2 separate regions of the Hordeum vulgare genome follow, and region 1 is linked to region 2. Evidence: chromatin contacts called from public Hi-C data. All regions are on one chromosome and are shown on one strand. Each heading gives the region's core, a stretch centred on a gene start, on an enhancer-like site or on the middle of the called end of the contact. The rest is flanking DNA. Distances are from core to core; before and after follow the strand shown. Region 1 holds the start of LOC123411906 (protein ALTERED XYLOGLUCAN 4-like). Region 2 holds the start of LOC123411364 (transcription initiation factor TFIID subunit 10-like).

The links. Hi-C and Micro-C count contacts between places; a contact is called where the count stands out from the background.
Region 1: a Hi-C map of seedling shows a contact between it and region 2, with 4 times the contacts expected there. The contact joins the promoter of LOC123411906 here to the promoter of LOC123411364 in region 2. A contact is called at or near these places in 1 of 6 Hi-C or Micro-C datasets (seedling) and 1 of 1 datasets of contacts at active chromatin or transcription factors (embryo).

The regions. Positions count from the first base shown.
Region 1 is chr7H:99,075,211-99,078,929 of MorexV3_pseudomolecules_assembly, forward strand. It overlaps LOC123411906 (protein ALTERED XYLOGLUCAN 4-like), which reads right to left and starts at 2,448. Exons shown (of 2, transcript XM_045104863.1): 1 at 2,029-2,448; 2 at 277-1,679. The coding sequence starts at 2,323. The coding sequence ends at 604.
Region 2 is chr7H:98,897,825-98,901,585 of MorexV3_pseudomolecules_assembly, forward strand. LOC123411364 (transcription initiation factor TFIID subunit 10-like) reads right to left here and starts at 2,298. Exons shown (of 6, transcript XM_045104293.1): 1 at 1,996-2,298; 2 at 1,856-1,920; 3 at 1,518-1,580; 4 at 1,317-1,374; 5 at 1,139-1,189. The coding sequence starts at 2,139.

The DNA of each region.
Region 1 (3,719 bases), core at 1,198-3,697, 180 kb after region 2:
TGATAAGTCTAGTGAAAAAATTATACAACTAACTTATAGTACATTTTGACTTGGAAACGGACGAATCAGGTGCCGCTCTACATCCCTACTCCCACATGAAAGAAGCTGGTAATACTTCCAGTTCTGCCAGTAGTAGTTGCTTGGAAGTTTCAGAAACATCAATCCCCGAAGTTGTTCCTCTTGCAGTACCAGGATTTCCCCAAAATGAAACGAGGGAAGGATAATGGGACACTGGACATTGATTCGGCGGCTAGTAAGAATGAAAAAGAGAGTCCAGGCAAAACACAACCCTGATAACTAGCAATCTCTTTCTGAAAGTTACAACTTACAGATTCGTCAGAAAATTAGGCCTCGTAGGACCTCGAAGCAATTCCTACTCCCTGCATACTCCAAATCTTCTCTCCAGACTGGAACCAGTGATGCTCTCATCACGACCTATCTCGTGTCCTAATCGTCCGGTCGACGAGCAAAAGAATCATCGATGCACACGCACGCACGCACGCACACCAGGCCAAAGTTCACGGTTCCTAGATCAGAGACACAACTCAGCGCGCGATCAGAATTCAGAGAGGTCACCAACTCAGCTCACGATCATGGCCGCGGTCACCCCGCGATGGTCTGCAGCAGGATCTCGTTGAACGTGTCGATCGGGCCGGGCATGCACCAGTGCACGCAGTCGTTCTGCACCCGCGCGTCGGGGCCGCCGGCGAACGGGTCGCTGCGCATGTACGGCCCCGGGTGGCCGTCCGGCCGCAGGTTGGCCAGCTTCGTCACGTCGAGCGCCGCGAACCGCAGTGGGCCGGCGCTGGCATTGGCGTTGGCGGCCACCACCGCCTCCAGCACGGTCTTCCTCATCTCGTTCTCCGTGTAGCCCAGCTCCTTCTCGTCCTCCCTGTATGGGTGTCTCCTGGGGCACGCGCCGGCCTTGTCCCAGTCCCCCTCGAAGTGCGCCGGCGTGAACGTGGTGACCGCGACCACCTTCCTGTCGGCGCCGTGCCGCCGGGCGACCTCGGCGAGCGTGCGGCGCACGGACTCCTTGAACACGCCGAAGAAGGCCGTCTCGGTGAGGTTGAGGTCGGCGCAGTCGTGGCAGCCCACGACCCTGCCGCCGTCGTGGTAGACGCCGGGGATGAGGAACCAGTGCCCGACGGACAGGACGGCGGCGTCGATCCCGCCCAGCCGCGACATCCACCGCTCGTCGAACTCGTCGAGGAACACGTTGTTGTGGCGCACGCGGGCGTGCTCCGCCTTCTCGGCGACCCTCACCAGGAGCGGCGACCAGAAGATGGAGACGGTGGCGTTGTGCTCCCGGAAGACCCAGCGCCGGAACCTGTTCTCCTCGCCGTCCCGGTACACGAGGTCCGGGCGGGAGCGGGAGGCGAGGAGGCAGAGCAGCGACTCGCCCTGGTTGCGCGCCAGCGAGTCGCCCACGAAGGCCAGGTGCCTGTTGCGGAGCCAGCGGAGGAACACGTCCGGGGAGAAGGCGGGGAGGCCGCACCGCCGCGGCCGCCACCGCCAGTGGAGGTACCCGGTGTCCGGGCGGCCGTGCGCCATGCAGTTCTGGCCGTCCTTTATGGTGCCGCAGCTCGTCCCGTTGTAGAGCGGCGGGCGCGCGTCCGGCACCCACTCGCCGTCCGAGTAGTCGCACGGCGGCGACGCGGGCGCCGACACTTCTCCGCCTGCTCGGGCCAACACGACAAGGAAACATTTAGTGCTACTGCTATCCCAAACTGCCATTTCTTTACCAAGCAATCTCGCAGGAACCAAAATGCTGCACAAGTGGGTGAAATCACATGCCAGATATGGCACATTTCAACCTTAAAACCACCATGGCCACTATTTATTGAGCTTATTAAGAGCGCCTTTTATAAATACTTCAGAAAACGGCAAAAAAAAAAGAGGTAATTTTATCATTGAGCAAACTCGAATCCGCTCGAGGGAAAACTCAATTGACCAGCTAAATCGGCCAGAGACAAATCCACAAAGTACATTGCGAGGAGAAATCGATTGGAAAACCTAACACCGTACCTTGAGTTTTCCCCAACAGTTGGCCCCCTCGGTCGGGAGGGGGCGGGGGCAGCTGCTCCTCAAGCGCATTCACGGGCGCGCGGCCGCGCTGGGGCGGGACGATGGACGGCGCCGCCTCTCGCACCTGCGGCTGGGCCAGGACCGGCGGTGTGGGCGCGGCCAGCGGGTTGAAGAGCAGGTAATGGAGGAGCGCGAGGGGGACAAGGGCGTAGAGGGCGTAGGCCAGGAATTGCTTCCTGGGGAGCGAGAAGTGGGTGTTCTGGAGGTGGTGGTTCTGCGAGAAATTGGTGCCCATGGCTGCGTGGGGGGGAGCTATGTTCGTGCGCGGGGAGAGGGAACCATGGCGGACGGGGGACGAGGCACGAGTCAAGAAGGGGATCGAGGAGAGGGGAATCCTGGGGAACACAAAATGTTTTTTCTATTGTCTCCGACAGAGAGAGAGAAAAGAATGTTTTTTCCACGGGCCGCTGTCCCGACATCCGGGTTTGTTAAATGGCTGCTTGCTGGGCCCAACTGATAAAGCCCAAACAGCCCATAAGCATGGCTGTGTTTTTTTATTAGTATCATTTTTGACCAAAGCATACCAGTGTTGTGTTGATATACGTACTCTGCTGAATAAATGTCTACTTCAATTTGCTCTCAACAATTGGCAAGGCTTCAGCGGGAGTTCGGTGAGACCGAATGTTTCTTTAGTTGGAGCACGTTGAGGCGTTCAAGCTGGTGAAGGTCGGCTGGCATCTGCGTACAGAGCGTTGTTTCCATAAGAGGATGATCTGCCATCAGAGATCAGAACTGCGAGCGTCATGGGATCCTGCCGAGCCGGTGGTTGGACGTCTGTTGAGCCGTCCACAACGTCGGCAGGAGACAGATGTTCAAGACGTCGGACCGGTGGTGTCTTGGGAGTTCATGGGTTCTGCACCTATTCGGCAGGCATCAATGCAGGAATCACGTGAATATATTTAGACCAGATACTCATAGTGGAGTGCCAATTATAATATTGTGGAGTGGAGTATTTTTTGGGTTTCAATACAAACAGAATCAGATTTTCAAATATGGTAAATCAAACTACCGAGATGTCAAATTATGTTGTCGCGACTGATGGCAATTTTCATTATCCTTATCCTTGTCATGTTCAGCTTTTGGTCAAGAATTGTCATGCCCGCTAAAGAAAAGGGAAATGTTTTTAGTCGGTGCGCCGGCCGAATCACCGCACACGACCCGTGATTAGCTATGCAACTTTTTTTTATCTATATTTGTTGCAACTAGTGTTCATGTTACAAATGTTTTTTATTTGCTATATTTGTTCAATAAAAGACTGCATATACGTTTGGTTGCAACTTCAGTTCGTTGGATTTTTCGTTAAAATTGATTTTATTTTTATTTTTGCTACAACTGTGTTAATTTTTGCTATAACCGACATCATTTTTTGCTGCAATCGTTTACTAAAAAAGTTGCATACACGTTCGTCAGAGTTGCAACCCGGATTTACCGGATTGTTTTGCTACAACCATTTTTTTGTTTTGCTACCGCGCATCATCAGCTTTGTTTTTTTTGTTATGACCACGTTGATTTTTTTTTGCTACAACTATATTTTTGTTGAAACCATGGACGAAAATTGCTGCATCGTAAACGAAATTTGTTGCATCGAAAGAATAATGCTGCATGAAGATCTAACGGTGCGGCACACGTAC
Region 2 (3,761 bases), core at 1,048-3,547:
TTTCATTGAAAACATAGAATGGTCCTCCTAGGAGGTGAGTTTTACAGGTTTACGGATCCGATCAATGGACGTCCCAGGATGTGGGCAGAACAACCCTAAGTCCCTGGGCCCCAGCCTTTGCCCAACATCGGGCCTCGTCTTTGATCCTATCCACTAGCGAGTGGCATTTATCAAATTAACCCAACAATCAATGTCATCCTGACTACTTGCATGCAACTAAACATACGGAGAACTTGATTATAATAATGATGGTAGCAAACTAGAAACCAAAAAAGGTGCGGGCAGAAGACATACTGTGTATTCAGTACAGGTTTGTAGGAAATCAGTTAATAACATTGTAAGTCTATAACTATCTGACAAGTGCCCCTATTCTTTGAGAATAATGGTTTGGTTAGTTTGTTATAAGCATGAGCATTCTCGCTAAAGATGATCAGAAAGCGGTGGTTAGATTGCTTCTTCTGCTCGTTCAATCTTTAGTGATCGCACCATTACCCATGTTAATTGGGACATGGTTATCATCTTAACCTTTGTAACACCATTCACATTGCCTTTATTTTCCTGCTTTTCTAATTAGGGCATCAATTCACATGTGATTCCACCTGCTTCAGTACAGAGAACACAATGTAATAATTATCTCTTTACAACCCTGTTACTTATGACCCTGTATGCTTTCTGCTGATTTGGAAGATGTACAGCATCCATAACAGTAGATGCCTGTGTAGTTTCTTCTTATAGAGATACAGGCCCTACAACTCAATGTTAATGTACTGTCACCGGTATGGCCTCCAAAACATGATTAGAAGGAAAAACTATATGAAATCATTTGTCAATTAGGCATGTAAGTGTCAGGCTGCCACCCTATCCCAAGCATGTGCAACTATGCTTAAATGCTGATTTCATGTAAGGCGTCTTTGTACTTGTAAGATGTCCGTAGAACATATAAAACTGAATCCATGTGATATTTTTTATTTTTGCCTCTTGGAACAAAACCACATCAAGCAATTTCGATTCAGTCCGAAGAATGTAAGTGGCTAATTTTTATTCTGTGTATGCGAGCTTCAAACATGAGGACAAAGGTAGTAAAGGGTGTGCTGTTGCATAGAATAAAAACTAAGATGTAACAGAAAAAATGGTTTACCTCACGCAAGGCTTTTGAAAGATCATCCATTGTCAATACAAGACGTCTATCCTGAAGTACAATAAAGGATGTCATCAGTTAACTCTAAGAATGGCATGCCAGGTCTCGTGCAAGAAGTAATATGGAAAAAGAAGTTGAGGGAAGTAACATGGAATTTTTAATTAAGAAGTAAATTGACCTTCGGTTGTTTGCTCTTGTTATCTTTGATAGGTGCTGCAACCCTGGCTTTGCAGTGCCTAATTCAAGAGAAAGGGCAAGCGCAATATCAAATAGGTGCACAAGATATACTGCAATTCCTATGAGTTATGACATGCTCATACCAACAGAAGAAATTCATTGAGGTGAAAAGAGAAACTGGTGAGGTTGTGGATTCACGTACTGAAGAGAGTCACTTGCAATGTCTGAAATGAACTTTTGAGCAGCTACAGCAACCAGCCTTGTTCTGCAGACCACACAATTATTTAGGAAACAAAAGAAAACAAAAACGTGTTATTCATGTGGACCAATAATCACCGAGTTGAAGGGGAAACTGTAATTTCTCTCAGACTACTACTAGAACCACAGCGTGCTAAAACAACTCTATGTGGCTCCATTATCACTAATCTTAGGAAATTTCAGTTCCAGATTAACGTAGAGCACCAAAAGGGTCTCAGCCTAACTACCGATCCAGACATCTAGCCTTCTCGGGAGAGAAATTGGAGGTGTGAGGGTGCTCACAGGCGTAGGTCGGGGCAGTGGAAGCCGCTTCGGCCGAGGTAGTGCTCCACGAGCTCGTCCGGAATCTGCCGCGCCAACGGATCAAACACGGAACTGGGCATAAGGAAAGGGGATTAGGGCAGAGGGCGGCGGCGGCGTACCGTGGGGTTGTAGTCCATGAGGGAGGAGAGGAACTCGGTGAGCACGGCCTCGTCGTCGTGCCGCCCGTCGCTGCCGCCGGCCCCCGTGCCCGGGGCCATCCCTCCCCCTCCCCCTGCGCCGCCGGAGTTGTTGCTCCCCATCATCCTCCCGTCCGTCTGCCGCCTTGCTGCTAGGCTGGATCGAGTGGTGAGGACGATGACGGCTTGGACGAGGGTCCGACGACGGGACAGGAGACGCGAGCAGCAGCAGCGGGCCGAATCCGGGCTTCGCACCGACTAGTGAAATCACTAGCCGAGATCAATAGTTCAATACTAATCCAGGCCGATCTTTCGCATCTAGACCAACCTTGCTAAAACATACTCCTCCGTTTCAAAATAACTGTCTTAAGCTTACTAGAATTTTATATTAAATCTAGTATAAGGTCAAGACAGTTATTTTAAAACGGTGAGAGTATTACAAATACCAGCACCATAGATGAAAAAAAATGATTACCACATTCAAAAATTACGGTGTAGTAGTATTTGAAACGCGACCCGCCTTTATTCTCGTCTACTCGTACAATAGTGCTAGTTTACTACTCCTCCATTCCGTAATATAGAAATGTTTTAAATATTATACTAGCATCAAAAACATACTAGCATCAAAAACATTTTTATATTATAAAACGAAGGAAGTAACAATTTGCTTTGTCGTGCATCTAAAAATTAAGAAATGCCAAAGTTGCAAATATATTTATTTCCTACTCTCTAATTTTCATAATCTCCTATTTCGTATTAAATATTTTTTTTAATTCTACTGATAGCAAAATTTGGTTCCAATACATGTTAAATTTGCTTCATCTAATCATTACTAGCAGAACTTTCATGAAAAAATTTAATTAACAGCGCCGCATCTCGGCATTACCGTGCTGCGACCGCCTAAGCATGCATTGTGTTCGCTTCTCATGCATGCATGCATGCAATGTTTCATCTTTAAGTGATCGGAATTCAAAAACTTTTATCTCTTAAACCATTAATTCGATCGATGATCTGTTTTCGTCGTTGACTTTGTTTCGACGAAATATTTAAAACTAGATCCCATGTCGACATGTTTCGACAACTTTTTTACTCGTATTTACCACATTTATTGAACTTATTTGTCATATTAGTAAGTACTTACTTGTCTGATAAAAAATAACTTAATCGCCATATTTTTTTAAAATTGCATATAAATATGACATCTCGACATAATCAAACTAGCAAAGACAAACTCTTTATATAGGTGATTACGCGTGAAAATATGACAACTCGACATATTTAAAACCGATGACCACAAAAAAAATTAGTCATCATTTGTAAATATGACAACTCGACATATTTAAACTAACAAACTCACAAAATAGTTTTCTGGCAAAGTTGTATGTAAATACGATAAGTTAGCATATTTAAATTGGCAAACACAATCTATTACATGCTTTTTTATATCATGCATAATAGAAACTGCTACAAGGCTTTATACGAAACAACATTAAAAAATGTCAATCAAGTTATTTTTTCCACACAAGTAAGTGGTTAATAATATGGCAAGTGGGGTCAAAAATGTAGGAGAACGTCGCATGGGAAACGAAAATTTTCCTACGCGCACGAAGACCTATCATGATGATGTCCATCTACGAGAGGGGATGAGTGATCTACGTACCCTTGTAGATCGTACAGCAGAAGCGTTAGTGAACGCGGTTGATGTAGTGGAACGTCCTCACGTCCCTCGATCCGCCCCGCGAACAATC